3 separate regions of the Mus musculus genome follow, and regions 1 and 2 are each linked to region 3. A link is a contact called in public Micro-C and promoter capture Hi-C data. All regions are on one chromosome and are shown on one strand. The core of a region is the stretch at or near the end of the contact, and the rest is flanking DNA. Distances in the headings are between cores, read along the strand shown. Region 1 holds the start of Mgll (monoglyceride lipase). Region 2 holds the start of H1f10 (H1.10 linker histone). Region 3 holds the start of Eefsec (eukaryotic elongation factor, selenocysteine-tRNA-specific).

Region 1 (4,894 bases), core at 2,198-4,697, 280 kb after region 3:
GGAGGGGAGGGTGGAGAGATGGCTCAGCAGTTAAGAGGATACTCTTGCAGAAGACCCCAGTTTGGCTTCACTGCCACGTGGCAATTCACAACCACCCATATATAACCACAGTTCCAGGAGATCTAATGCCCCTTTCTGACCTACCTGGGTTCAAGTAGTGCATACCTGTGGTACACGTTACATAAACATTACATATACCCAGGCACACATATATAAATGTACAATAAAAATATATTAAGCATTATTTTTATGGCATTGACAGTGGAAATGTAAACAGATACAGCTGCTTTGGAAAACATTTGACAGCTGTTTAGAAAACTAAGCAAGCAATTTCCTTTTCCTTTCTTGTTCATTGGGGACAAGGTCTGGCTCTGCCAACAAGGCTGATCTTGAACCGAAGGTAATCCTGTTTTAACAGCCCTGTACGCTGGATTCTCTGTGCCTTGCCAGTGTTCATTGTGGCTTTATTCAGAATTAGCTGTAAACTAGAAACCACACTGTTCAGTACTGTGGTGCATCTAAGCTTGGAACACGGATAATCAAACACAGATTGTGTTCAATGGGAAAAGTACTAAAGGTTACAAGCAGTATCTATCTCATGATTCCATTTGCAAAAGAACCTGAGATGACAAAACTTTAGAAATAGAGAACAAAGCCAAGACTGCCAGAGGCTGTAGGGAAAGAGGAAAAGAATGGGAAGGAGATGTGCCTCTGAAGAGAGCTATGAGAGGTCTCAGTGGATGGAAATACCTTTTCTTGATTGTATAAATCCAATGTTATTCTGGGTATGGCGGCACTTAGGATGCAGACAGGTAAATATCTATGAGTTCCAAGCCATACGGTGCTAGAGAGTAGGACCCTGTCTCAAAAAAATAAAATAAAATAAAAAGTAAATCTAATAGCATTATGATATTGTTCTGTGTTTCTGAAAGAAGAAGTTGCCATTACAAGCAACTAGCTTAGTTTCTCTCTTCCTTTTCCGGGGACTTACTGTGATGGGTAAGGAAATCTCCATTTTGTGCTAGGCACCCATTCTAAATTCCTAAAAGATAAGCTTCAACAACTCTGACTCCTTGTCCCCCCTCCTCAAAACTGTAAAACTGCTGTGAGATAATTCACTTCCTACTCTGGCTTTTGTATCCCATGTATCGCTTTTGCCAGGGCATGGGACAGCTCCTTTAAGGTTGTCTACAGAGGGAGACAAACAGATCCACAGCTGCAAGGACTGAAAGCAGTTTCTCCCTCAGCTACACACTGCACACAAATGAGACGTTTACAGTGCTCACCTTTACAAACCCTTCCTCTACCACTCCTGTGTGGCATGGCCTAATTTGGCTTTTAGGCTGTCGACCTGCTAGCAGTAACTAATAAATTCATTTAATTATAATTTGGTTTAAACCTATGGTCTTTCCCCGGTGGATTTGAATGCTACTGTTGCTGAGGATGGCAGAGAGCTCATGGCCTCTAGGGATGGCTTATCTCATTCCCTGAAGAGCCAGACTACAGGAATCACACAAGGCTCTACTCTCTTAACTCTCTCTCTGATCAAGCGGGAGCAACTCTAGATTCAGGGGAGACTCTGTTGACAGCTCAAGGGACCGTTCTTCTCAAAACTCTCAAACCATTGAAAGTCACAAAACACCAGTGCTAGGAACATTCAAACCCGTGGCTTCAGGACCCTGCTACCCTTGCTCTCAGTAAACCACAGCTGAAGTGAATAGTAAGGATACTGTTAAGGCCCAGTCCAGCTTTGAGAACAGGCTCCCAGTCCTTCGCCTGAGCTTGCTTACCCTAATCCTGACCTGCCAGGAAATACAAAATCAACTCCAAGAAGTCATTTAGCCACTCCTTCTGTGTCCAAGCCCTGGAGACCTGCCTAAGGCAGAGGGTGAGCTAGGTCCTTCTGCATGGCCTGCAACCAATCTGTCTTTCAGAGACCCCTTTTACCATTCAAGTCAAGTTAGATTGCAGCCTCACCTTAGGTGGACACTACCACTGTGCTGCCCTGACAATGATACTATTCAACCCTGCTATTTTGCAAAGTGGTTGGCCAAGAAGAAAGCCCTGGAAAGCCTGAGGAGATGGGTGTGGGTTGGGGTCATCCTTCCTCTGCAGCTGTCACTCACAGGTGGCAGGCATAGGACACAGTGGACAGGCTGTAAATTTAGTGCTGGATTCCAGACTCCACAGCCACATAGGCAGCTGTGCTAGTGGGACCTGGATCCTGGGGCACCTAGGGGAAATGGTTTCATGCAGTGTGTGTGTGTGTGTGTGTGTGTGTGTTTGCTTGCAGTATGTCTGCTTCCTTCTCAGAGCTCTAAGCGCTTGTGCGTGAATGTCACGCATCTTTAGCTCTCTGGGTGTATATGGTGTGTTGTTTTTCTCTGTTGTGAACAAAAACATGGGGAAAGGAGCTACTTCTGCTGCTGAGGCGGAAAACTAAAGGGAAGCTGTGTCTGCTGAGATTAGCTGGCTGATTAAAGTTTCAGTACTATGGAGAGGTTGGAATGTTCCAGGTCCAGAGGCAAATTACTTTATTTTGGGCTAAGTTCGGGCCCTCAGGAACAGCCATTTCTTTCTTGCCCCTCTTTGTTAGAACTAACTTCTTGAGGCAATAGATGAACACTGTTTAACTATTGATTTAACACGATAGTTAGCTTCTACAAATCCAAAAGTTAGCAATGCTATCAGATAGCATTTTGAGCCTATAGGAACACTTTCCCATTTCACTGTTACCTGACTCTCTGTTGTACCCACCAATGTATTTTAAACTTGCCTTGATATACGGCTTTATCTGTTCTGTAAAACTATTTTAAAAACAAAACAAAACAAAACAAAAACCAAAAAAACCCAAAAAACTTCCCGAAACTGCTTTCACATAGGAACATGGAATTAGGGGTAACTTAAATCTGTGTTTCCAGCTCATGGTCATTCAAAATGGCTCCAGAATAATCTTTTCCCCTGTAAGATGAGAGCTGTGGTTTCTGCGCTGACACTCACTGTGTGTGTGGTGTGTTGTTTTTATCTGTGTGCATGGTGTCTAGGGCGTGTGCGTCCATGCTGTGTGTTTGTATTCATGTAGTAACTGTGACATTCACTTGTACCTCTGTGTGTAGTTTGTATCTGGGGAAGGGTCCTGAGGATGTGTCCTTGTGGGTGTGCCTACACCTGTGCTATCTGAATGTGGGTCTCGCACGTGTGCAACTGTAAACATGTGCATGCAGTTCTAGTGAGCGTGTTTCTGCTCCGGGGACCAGTGTGAGGGTCTGTGTTCTCGACTGTGCGCATGGGCTGGAAGGGCCCCATAATTCGGTTCAGTGCCCCGTGAAGGTCCCCCACGCGGCCAGGAAAAGCGCGAGGCAGGTCGGCGGGCGATGCCCCGCTCCTCCCCGGGGGCCGGGCACACGTGGGGCCCCGGCGCCGCCTCCCCGCGCGTCCCCACCCAGCGGGCCGCCCCCGCCGCCGAGCGGCTGGGGATAAAGTGGCGGCGCAGACGCCGCGCCCTATCGCTGCGCAGCCGGCCGCGCGCAGTAGTCTGGCTCTAGCCCGCCGCAGACCCGGACCCGCGTGGTGCTCGGGGAACGTGACAGCGGCGCTCGTGGCCCGGGTAACTGCCTCCCGCCCCTGCCTCAGGATAGGAGCCGCCGCCAGGGGTCCCCTGCGCGCGTGTGCGTGCGCACGAGTGTGCGCGCGTGTCAGCGTGTGCGCGTGAACGCGCCCCTCGCGCCCTCGCACCAACCCCCAAACAGACTTGTGCCCGTCAACTGCATCTTCCCAGACCGGTGTGGGAACAACGGCCAGGTCCACGTCCTGTGTGGCGTGCCGATGACAGCCGCGAGGTTTCCTTCCCTAAGCGGTCGCGGGCGGGCAAGAGGCAAAGTTTGTCGGAGAATCGGGGTGACTTTGCTCGGGGACCCGCATCTGCGCGAATGCGCGGTGCCGCGGAGCGCGTCTCGCAGCAGCTCCGGGCTGGGGACCGGCTGTCCCTCGCTCCCGGAACCCCTTCAGGGGTGTGTTCTGGAAAAGTGGCGACATGAGCTAGAGCTGGAGCAGCAGGAGGGAGCAACTCGCACCCCTGCAGCCCAGGCGGGGAGGGCGCGGACCCCGTGGTGCTGCCCTGCGGCCGCGATGAGGGAACAGCCCTCGTTTGCCTGGCGCTGATACTCGAGGCTGTGGCGGTAGTGGAATGCAAAAGCCAAGACTAATGGAAACAGGTTTGTCATGGCATCTTTGGCATTCAGAAGGGAAAAATCGCTTGGGGCGCGTCACCTACTTATTATGCCCCCTGAAACCCGCACAGTGGAGATTTTAGGAGAGATGGGTCCTTGCAGCTGGGGCTTTGTACCCACGGAACTGACTGTAATTTCCGCTTGATTACAGCTAAAATAGTCTTTAAGATGAAGTTTCCTGAGATGATTTAAAATAAACACAGATGGGAGGGGGGCTATACTGAGGCACTTTAAAAAAATAAAGTGAGCATTTTCTTAAGGACAAACAGGACTTTTCAATCTTGAAGGGGTTTGCAAGAGATGTATGTAATTTTAAAATATATATATCAAATTGGGGTTTGGTGGGGTTTTTTTTGTTTGTTTGTTTTGTTTTTTGTTTTTTGTTTTTTGTTTAATTGCCTAGAAAAGAAGCCACAGCCACAGTCCTGACTCAAAAAAGGCTTTCTTTCCTCCCATATGGACATAAGTGTATTTCTGACTTTAGAATATGTCCACCTTTCTTCCAAGGGCCTAAAGACCCCTGCAGGATGCCTGAGGCAAGTTCACCCAGGCGAACTCCACAGAATGTTCCCTACCAGGACCTGCCTCACCTGGTCAATGCAGACGGACAGTACCTCTTTTGTAGATACTGGAAGCCCAGTGGCACACCCAAGTAAGTCCTCTCC
Region 2 (4,925 bases), core at 2,161-4,660, 470 kb before region 3:
AACTCTTGACTCAGAGAGAGCAATCTTGGTTCCCCAATCAAAAGCCCTGTGAAACCAGGTCCAGCACCTTGAGCCTCAGCTTCCACCCAGCCCTTCCCATTAGTGGGTGCAGAGAGGCAGCACTTGGGCCTGGACTGCATTACAGAGAAGTCCTCAGCCTCTTGGCTGCATCAGGCTACCTCTCCCAAAATACTTTTTCCTTAGCCAGACGACATTTGTGTTTGACTGGAATCCAGGGCCGCTGGGATCAAGACCAGGAATAGTGAGGAAATGGATTTGGAACATAATGTCAGGAGGCACAAGGGTTCCAACCTGGCCATTGGCTGACTGTGTCTCATCCTAGGGACTCAACAGTTGCATCAGTAAAGTAACCCTTTTGCACACATTCCTCTCGGAGGAGACCAAGGCTGTACAGTGCTCTTCCTAGCTCCTGGCCCATGGGAAATAGGGGTGGCTGGCTAGGGTCATATAGCTTTAACTTAGGATGCTTCTCAGGCAGGTAAACTCGGCAAGGAGGTAACAAACTCAGCAAACACCTTATGGCATGAGTGAGTCTGGTTGAGCAGGTAAGGGAGGGCTTGGGGACCCTGGGCAGAAAGTTTAGAAGAACAACCATTTGAAGAAATGACAAAGGAATATGAAGGAAGAAGGTAATTCAAGAATTTGGAGACCAGGATGCAGTTGACAGCAACCCTTATCAAACAAGCTTATCTACAGAGCAGTACAGCAGCCCTAGGGTGGTCAGGCCCATGAGCTCCATTCAGAAATCTTTGAACATGTGCCCATTTCCTGCCTCCAACTCCCCAATCTTGATTCCTTTCAGGCAGCCTTTCCCACTACCAACTCTGCCCTCATATTCCTACCATTTAGTGATCCAGAGGAAAGAACAGCTGTTTCTCAGTAGTCACCTTAGAAGTCCTCCAGTCGCTCGGCATTGAACGATCTGGCAGCAGGAACCAGTCTGTTTCACTGAGCCATCTCTCCAGCCCCCCACAGCAGCTAAGATAACAACTGACTTAAGATCTTACTGGCCAGGTCTTAGGTCACATAACCACCCCTGGGGCTGGAGAGGTTCAGTATTCTCCCTGTAACCTGACATTGAGGTGGGCTGGGTCCCCAAAAGGACAATTACAATGGGCTGGCTAGTTTTATGTCAACTTGACACAAGCTAGAGTCATCTGAGAGGAGGAAACCTCAAGAGAAAATGCCTCTATAAGATCCTGCTGTGGTGCCTTTAATCCCAGCACTTGGGAGGCAGAGGCAGGCAGATTTCTGAGTTCGAGGCCAGCCTGGTCTACAGAGTGAGTTCCAGGACAGCCAGGGCTACACAAAGAAACCCTGTCTCAAAAAACCAAAAAAAAAAAAAAAAAAAAAAAAAAGGAAATTCTAAATAAGATGTCTATTGACGAGTGCCCTGGGTCCTTCAGTGTCTAGGAAAGCCTAGGCCTGAGTGGAAGTAAGAAGCCAATGGGAGATGGGTGACAGAGAAGGATGAACCAGAGAGCAGCATGTGAGGGATAAACCACTGGAAGGCAGGTACAGAGTCGGGAATTATGAAAAGACGACGAGGAATAATAACCTGAAAGGCACCCAGAAGCTCATGAAAAGCCTCCAGTGGGTTAGCAGGGTAAGAGTTAGGTTAGGGCTTTCACCAGCACTTGGAGAAGAGCCACCCCTTAGCCTTCAGGAAACCTCAAAAAGATCCATGGAGCAGCGCAAGGCTGTTTCTTAGGCCCAGCTGTTATGACCCTGTGGACTGAGCCGTCTGGAAGTCATTGCCTCACTGACCAGCTTGAGGGTGGTCCACCCCAATTCAACATGATACCTGCCTATGCCCTTTGCAGGGCAACTTCAGCCAGGTACCAGACATCCAAGAGGCAGTGAAATGCCCACTTTGGGCAGCTCAGTCTGCTTCATGATCACACCTGCCAAGAAACACTGGTCCCTTCCCACCCTCAAGACACTGCCAAGACCCAAAAAGGTGATACAGGGAAAGAGCACCATGTAACCCTCCCCTAACTCGGGTTCCATCTCACCCTACTTGTATGTGTACATACTGTTCAGAACCTTCCTAGTCTTCCATTTGGTAAAACTGTCCATTATGTTGCACTAGATCCTGAGGTTTAATTTCCAACATGTAGAAATCTTTTATCTTTTATATGCTGGACACTGCAGCAACCCAAGACTGGGAACCCACTTTTACAAGAGTTCTCCACTGGGCAGCTGTCTCTGGGCACATCTGTCCCACCTCTGGCAGCGCCTGCTAGTTGTCTAGCTGGTCTTAATGACCCTCGACTCCCCCGCAGGAACCCCAAGCAGCCTCCAGCGCCCACAAGACAACGACAATGGTCAAGGTTGGAACCGTTTATTGCGCCCCAGGAAGGCAGCGGGCGGAGCAAGGCGCCACACAACCCAAGCGCCTGGTGGCCATCAGCGGGCACAGTAGGCAGGCGCCACCAGGCCATTGGCGCCGCCGGGCCGGTAACCATGGCGACGGCCGTTGCCAAGGGTGAGAGCCAATGGGGGCGTCGCCAGGGCCGTTTCAAAAACCTAAAGCAAACAGAACGCAGCATCGCTGGGGGAGGGGCGGGGGAGGGGACAGGGATCAGGGACCTGGGCCAGGCGGAACCCTACGGAACCGGTACACCGAGGGTGGGGGGGGCGGATAGGGATAGAGACAGATGGAAAACTCGACGATGTCGCCAGACCGTAGGGGCGTCACTTGCGGCCCTTGGGCACCTTGGGCACGCTGGGTTTGGCCGCCTTCTTCACTTTCTTCGCGCTGGCAGCAGCCGCCGCCTTCTTGCTCTTGTGCGCGCGCCGCTCCGGCTGCGGCCTGGCGGGCGTTCTGTCCGCCGCCGCCGTGCGCGCCTTGGGCGCGGGGCTGCTGGCCGCCGAAGCTCCGCGCCGCTCCGCGCCGCCCTCCAGCTTCTTGCGGTTCAGCTTGAAGGATCCGTTGGCGCCGGTGCCCTTCACCTGCAGTAGCGTATCGTTCTGCACCAGCGCCCGGATAGAGTACTTGAGGTAGGTGCGCCCGTTCTGCTGGTCGAACCATGCCACCTTCCTGGCCTCAGCGTAGATGCGCGCCAGAGACGAGCCGCCGCGCTCCCCCAGCTTGCGGATGGTCTCCACCACCAGCTGGCTGTACTTGCCTGGCTGGTTCTTCTTGCGGTTCTTCCTTCTCTTGGGCTGCGTGGGCGCCGCAGAGCCGCCGGCCTTGGCCGTCTTGCGGGCCGTCCCGTCGGCGCTCGTTGGCGGCAGGGCCTCCTCAAGCTCCACCGACATGGTGGCCAGCGGGTTGGCGGCAGGCGGCGCGCGGTAGCCGGGGGGCCGCGCCGGGAAGAGGAAGGCGAGGGGCCGCGGCGGCGCCGGGGGACTGGGGGCGCGCGGCGGCTCCAGGCGGGAGCGGCCGCGGCCGGGCCTGGGACCAGGCGGCAGGGCTGAGGTGCGGGCGGGGGCCGGGCCGGCCGCGGCGGGGCTGGGGGGGTGGGATGCGGAGAGGAGCCTGCGGGGAGCGCGGCAGCACTGCGCGGGCTCCGGAGCTCTGGGCGTGCGCGCTACGCTCTGGCGGAGAGCGCGCCCCGCTCCGCTTTTATTTCCCCGTGGCGGACCACGTTGAGAACAACAACAGCCTGGGCCCAGTCCAGCGCCAACTTGTGCTTCTTGGAGCGCCTTCCGCGGCCACTGGCTCCTCCGCCCGCGGCTCCCGGGCGCGGCTGCACCCTCAGCAGTGTGCCCTGGACAGCATCCGAGCCCGCTGCGCTGCGCAGAGGCGGCCTGCGCCTAGGACGGGCTCAGCGGAGCGGCTCAGAGGTGTGTACCCCAGGCTATAGGAGCATGGAGGAGGGGGGCGCTCGATTTGCAAAGGATTAGCACGGGCCCCGGGCGAGACCCCAAGACCGAGAACTTTGCAGGCGGCAGACAAGAGTGCTCCTCAGGCACCTGAGTTGGTTCTGGGCCCAGGGGACCACAGCCCTGCCCGCAGGAAGGGCATTAATTTGTCCCAACTAACACAGGGTACGCCCTCACGCGGCCGACAGGAGCAAGGCAAAGCCCGAGAGCGTGCTGGGGCGGGGGTCTTCTCAGAATCCTAAGGGGAACCAACAGAAGGGAATTGCCCTGAGGTTGCACGCCTGGCATCTCAAAGATGAGTCAGTGCAGGCACGACCACAAGGGCCTCTCCCTAGACACTTCCTCACCACTCTCTGGCCCCAAGTACCCCATTTTGTGATGCTTAAGTAGCCGTCCCTGGACCCCTCAGAATTAGATGGGGGCTCCAGGATGGAAAAGTGTAAGGTTACCCTTAAGGCATTTCCCTTAGAGGGTGTGGCAGGGGATTTGGCTTTTGAGGATCCTGCCGGCTTTGGGGGATCGAATACTGCATCACTTGGTGCGGGAGGACTTGAAGGAGGTGGTGGTACAGAGAAGGACCTGAAAGCCTGGGAAGTAGTCCAACGGTGGAGAGAGGGCTGTGCAGGCAATGGCCAGCCTGCGGAGGACATAGTAGACACCACTAAAGCGTCCAGGCCAGCTTTGTTCCAATAGGTAAGCAGTTCCCTGGCCTCTTGGGTGAAAAGAGGGAGTGACTGCCTGTAGATCAAGAAGGCCCAGATTCTCAGCCTTTCAAACTCAGTACTCGTGGGTGTGCCAGCCTCCCCGCACCCCACGACCTCATCCCCATCAAAGGAAGGATCGTCAGGAAGTGGCCAGGGTTTAGCAGAGCCCAGAGCCCAAGTCATCCTCTTGTGACTCGTTCTCAGGAGGAGGGCCAAGGGGCCTGTGAGTTTTGAGGGACAGCGGGCTATAGGGTGCAGGCTCTCCTGGACTCACTACCCTCTTTTTCTTTAAACCCCTTCCGTGGGCTGATGACACTCACTCCTATCTCCAGCTACCAGGAGCCCGCTGCTGCTGCTGCTGCTGCTGCT
Region 3 (5,008 bases), core at 934-3,433:
AAACAATGTCTGTCCTTCTGCCCTGGCCTAGATTTTAGATTCTCCTCTTACAGTTGAGCTACATCCAACACTGTTATTATAGGTTCAAAATATAGTAAGCTAAGAAATGCACTGAATACACAGAAGCTCTGGGCCTGCCAGCTCAGCAACCAGAGTTGGGTACACAGAGATTTGCACTCTCGACCTCAGGGCCGACTAGGAGCTGCAGATTGCTGCACTGCTCAGTGTCATGAGAACCAACCATGTGACGAACCAGGAAAGGTCAAAACTCCACTGAACTTGTAACACTTACACACCATCATAAAGATGAAAATTATAGTTATTACAAGTCAGATTCTATATTTTCCAGAAAAAAACTTCATCTTTCTTTCTTTCTTTCTTTTTCTTTGCAATACTGGGGGGGGGGGGGGGAGGCGGGTGGAATCTAGTGCATCCTGCACACTAAGCAGGTACTCCACCACTGAGGGACATGCCAACCCCACTTTCTAGTTTCTACCCTGTAGTGTTCCATCTCCAATTTACACTAGCTTAGAGTACATTTCCTAAAATGTATTTGAACACAACCAGTCAGAATTTAGTGGGAGTTTTCAGTTTAGTTTACTGTGTGGCCCTTGATAGTCTTTAATGAGTGAATCCTGAACTCAATAGATACTGTGCAGGAGAGTAACTCTGGCAGGTAAGCCTCCATTTCCACTTCAGTGAAACAAGGAAACAGTCTTAGGCTGCCTGCAGCACAGAGAAAGGGAGGCCACACAGCTGGAATGACCCACCTGCCCCATATACATGCTTCCAGGCTTACAGCACACTGCTGGAAAGAAACCCAGGGCAAGCGGAGAAGCAGGAAATGGGTCACTGGAGCTACAGCAGGTAGACTCAGCCACACCTCCTTTTGTGCTGGGTGCTTACAAACAGGTTATGGGGTTCTGTTCTTAGATTTAAGTGTAGTTAAATGGGTTTGCAAAAGGAATTTAAAAAGACATAGCAACAGTTTCCTGTAGACGAATGGGAGGGGTCACGCTGAGCAAGGAAGGGAGGTTACAAGACCTTTTATTTATAATGGCCTATTCCTAAGTGGCCTGTAATTAAAGACTAATTAAGTGGTACAGATCCTAGAAGCAGATTTTAGCAGTGCCCATCATGACTGAAAACACGCAGGCCCTTTGCCTTAGCTAGTTCACACATAACTTATCCTGTTACACTAGTGCACATCCCAAAACCTTCTGGGCTAGAGTTATTCACTGCATTATGAATAGCAGCCAACTCTGGGAAAGTCACGAGGGTCAGTCAAGAAAATGTTGGTATAAAAGTACAAAGGAACTTTATGTGTAGATATAGTCTCCAGACAGTGATGGTTTGTGTATAAAGGGGACTGGGGGATGAGATCCTGAGAGAGCCTAGAGCACTTGCCTCTTATCAAGGCACTAGGCTCTACCCACTACCCCAACCGACCACAAGTAGTACAACAGAAGGAAAAAAACAGGATCTTTCATTTCTGCACCTTGTCTGCGTTTCTGTGTATGTTTCCTGAAACCATCCATACACACAGGAAACTGAGAGCAGTGTTTGGGACAGAGAACCAGGAGACCAAAGGACAGGTACGTGGTGACTTTTTTTTTTTTTTTTTTTGAAACTTGTATACACCCTTTTTGCAGGGTTTGTTTCTTTGGATCATTTTTCTAGGAAAGCATCTCGGTGCACGGCAGTGAAGGTGAGAACTGTGTCCGCGTCTGCGGGCTGTGAGTTCGAGACCACAAGCCTTCCGGGCTGGTGGCCAGGCCTAGGCTGTCAGGCCGCCATCCATCCCGCGAGCTCGGACCCCGAGCCCGGCTCCCGCCCCGGCCCGCGCTCACCGCCAATGATGGTCCGGATGAGGGAGGCGTGCCCGGGGCAGTCGACCAGTGTGACCTGCAGCAGCGTGTCGCTAGAACCGGGTTCTGCCCCCGGCAGCGGCACGACAAAACAGGAGAAGCCCAGGTCGAGCGTTATGCCGCGCTCGCGGCTCTGCGGCTGCTTGTCGAAGGCAGCAGTGGAGGCCGTGGTGCTCAGCGCGCGCGCCAGCGCTGTTTTGCCACTGTCGATGTGACCCAGCACGCCCACATTCACATTTACCCGCCGGCCGGCCATCCCGCCGCTGCCTCTCACGCCGTCGCCTGAGCGCCAGCCCCGCGGTCCGCCTGCTAAGCCGCACCCCCCCGCAACCCGCGCTGAGCGCACCGGTTCCGGCACGGAAGCTTCCGCCCTCGGGCGCCCACAGCCCTATGGCAGAGCGCACACAGGGCGGGACAAGAGCCGGCCTGCTACCTGGGTTTGCTGTCATCCGGCTCCCCACGCCACAAAGTCTCGCCAGTCTGAGATTAGGGATTCCTCCTTCCATCCATTCATCCATCCATGCATCCATCCATCCATCTCACCATCTATCCATCCATTCTTCCTTCCCTCCCTCCTTTCATCATTCCACTCACCCAGTCCATCCACACATCCCTTCCTCTATCCCTCCATACACACTCATCCATCCGTCCATTCATTTCTGTCAGCCTTTATTTTTTTGTTTGTTTGTTTGTTTGTTTTTTGTTTTTTTCAAGACAGGGTTTCTCTGTATAGTCTTGGCTGTCCTGGAACTCACTTTGTAGACCAGGCTGGCCTTGAACTCAGAAATCCGCCTGTCTCTGCCTCCCAAGTGCGCCACCACCGCCCGGCTGTCAGCCTTTATTAAGTGCAGACTGTATACACTTTACTGGGATGTGGTGATCGACATTATTTGCTGTGAAAACAGGAGTAAGTAAAACCCAAGACCAGTTGCCAAGCCAGACTATCTGGAAAGGACAGAGATGGGAAGGCGGGGAGCCTAGTGAGGAAGATACCCTCAAGGACTGTCACTAGACGTCCAGTGCAGACTGAGAATTGACCATCAGAAACCTGGAAGCACTGTGAAAAGAGGAAGAGGTCCTCGTTGATTCAGGGGAGGGGAGGTGGGGGTGGGGACGGGACAAAAACCTCACTTTGAAGTCTAGGCTGCCATGAGGAGCTGCAACTTAACTGTTGTGTATGAACTTGAATGTGTCGTGAGTGCTATACCAACCAGCCTCTGTAACCCCCTTCAGGCATTGAAAGGTGCCTAGAACCATGAAAGAGGTCACAAGCCTAAGTGGTTGCTCTGGCAAAGGATAAAAGCCTAGGAAAAGAAGGGACTTGGGGCCTCACAGGGGAGGAATGGCACTGGAGAGCTGAATGGCACTGCTCTCATGTAAAGGGGGTGGGGCTTGCTGGCCCAACATTCCCAGCCTTCCTTTTTCTAGGGCAGGAGGGGTTGCGGTTTGCAAGTGAATTGGTTTACACGGGCTTGTGTGCTAAATGCTTGGGCCCCAGCTGGTGGTCTGTCTTATGAGATGAAGCTTAGCAGAAGGCAGTAGTCGCTTCCTGTCCACCATGAAATGAGTAGTTCAGTCAGGCTGCTCCGTTCTGCTGTCACCAGGACAATATACTGCTGTGCTGCCACAGGCTAGGGGGATCAAGCCCAAGAGACCATGCACTGAAATCTCTAAAACCATGAAGTCAAACTAAAGTCTCTTTCTCTCTTTGTCTGTGTAGCTGTTTCATCACAATGATGCAGCCTAACATAAAGCCTGACTTCAGAGTGCTGACAAATATTTTAGCCTTTGTTGATAAAAAATTCCCTCCTGAGGGGAGTAGCAAATGACATCTACCCACTCTTCCTAAGGTTCCAAGGACAAACCAAAAAGGCAGTACGACAACAATTCTTCTTAGGATTGAGTTTATCCGGCTTACTTATAAACATGGGTGAGAGGTAAGGAGTGTTGACGACCACAGAGCAGCTGCACTGGAAAGTTTTCTCATAGCATAAACTATGGCTTCCCCTCTTTCTTCCTCCTAATCTACACTAACCTATATACTCTACCTCCTCCCTGACGTCCTGAGGCCAACGTACAATTAGGGCTGGATTGAATACCATGGCTAGGAGGAGGGGCCAGACACTCAGGTGAGGATCCAGTGACCCAGCTGAGGTCTTCCTCCTAGGAGGGAATGTCATCGGTCCACAGGCCTGACCATGATGAACTCTGGAACTTTGGCACAGATGGTCTCATGAAGATGGCGGCAGTTTCCAAGCTTAAAGCTCACTGACTCCTACTGGGCAGTTTGCCTCTGGGATGAGCCAGGAATGCATGCTGGCAGGAAGTAGCCCCAAAGGCTCCACAGATCAAGACTCTACACTCTGAGTCCCTGCTGTGGACTGAATTGCATTCTCCAAAGGTTCGTGTGCTGAGGCTTTGATACCCACCCCATATGCATGTGATAGCATTTGGAGATGGGTCCTTAAAACCAAATGGGTCGCAAGAGTGGGTCCTCATATGAATTAGTGCTCCCAAAATTTGTATCTCAATTTTACATCTTCCAAACAGGAAACAAGAAGACACTATCCTCTGTTTGTCTGTTTGTCTGTCTGTCTGTTTGTTTGTTTGTTTGTTTAAAACCCACTGATAAAGCAGCGGGCATCGTTAGGAGGGAACTAGCAGACAGATCACAAGAGTTTTAGAGGACATTCCAGTAACAAAATGTTCTGAATGGGACCTGGCTTCAGTAAACTTCACTGCTCACCTCTGACCGACATAAAATCCTGGCAAGCAGTAAAAACCAAGCATCTTTAACCTAAAAGTCCAAAATACAACAAAATCTGAAGCTTTCTGAGCTCTGACATGATACCACAAGTAGAAAATTCCACACCTGACTTCATGTGACAGGCAAGAGTCAAAATATGAGAACATGAAGCTAGCATGGAAAATGAGCCTGAGGCTCCACACACAAAGGGCTTGGGAAACAATGCACTCCGTGTTCAGACTTCAGTCCCACCTCTGAGTGATCACATTACCTGTGTGCACACATTCTAAAACACGAGGGGGAAAACCTGACATCTCTAATGCTGCCTGCTGGTTCCAGGCATTTCAGGTGAGGTGTATTAAACTTGAAGTGAAAGGAGCTGGGCCTGAGAGCA

The links. Promoter capture Hi-C pulls out the DNA fragments that hold promoters and counts their contacts. A called contact is a pair of places that touch in the nucleus more often than the background predicts.
Region 1: a promoter capture Hi-C map of liver shows a contact between it and region 3, with 2.3 times the contacts expected there. The contact joins the promoter of Mgll here to the promoter of Eefsec in region 3. A contact is called at or near these places in 8 of 39 promoter capture datasets (the 3T3-L1 cell line, cranial neural crest, embryonic stem cells and 4 more) and 1 of 484 Hi-C or Micro-C datasets (embryonic stem cells).
Region 2: a contact with region 3 is called in a Micro-C map of embryonic stem cells, with 2.2 times the contacts expected there. The contact joins the promoter of H1f10 here to the promoter of Eefsec in region 3. A contact is called at or near these places in 5 of 39 promoter capture datasets (the 3T3-L1 cell line, hippocampal neurons, liver and 1 more), 1 of 484 Hi-C or Micro-C datasets (embryonic stem cells) and 1 of 115 datasets of contacts at active chromatin or transcription factors (pancreatic cancer cells).

The regions. Positions count from the first base shown.
Region 1 is chr6:88,720,965-88,725,858 of GRCm38.p6, forward strand. Mgll (monoglyceride lipase) reads left to right here and starts at 3,448. Exons shown (of 8, transcript NM_011844.4): 1 at 3,448-3,607; 2 at 4,737-4,881. The coding sequence starts at 4,757. It overlaps Gm26588 (a long non-coding RNA gene), which reads right to left. Exons shown (of 5, transcript XR_377840.3): 3 at 751-863.
Region 2 is chr6:87,978,072-87,982,996 of GRCm38.p6, forward strand. H1f10 (H1.10 linker histone) reads right to left here and starts at 3,411. Exons shown (of 1, transcript NM_198622.1): 1 at 2,350-3,411. The coding sequence starts at 3,285. The coding sequence ends at 2,719. It overlaps Gm5577 (predicted gene 5577), which reads left to right and starts at 3,612. Exons shown (of 2, transcript NR_026990.1): 1 at 3,612-3,813; 2 at 4,889-4,925.
Region 3 is chr6:88,444,356-88,449,363 of GRCm38.p6, forward strand. Eefsec (eukaryotic elongation factor, selenocysteine-tRNA-specific) reads right to left here and starts at 2,184. Exons shown (of 7, transcript NM_023060.3): 1 at 1,851-2,184. The coding sequence starts at 2,124.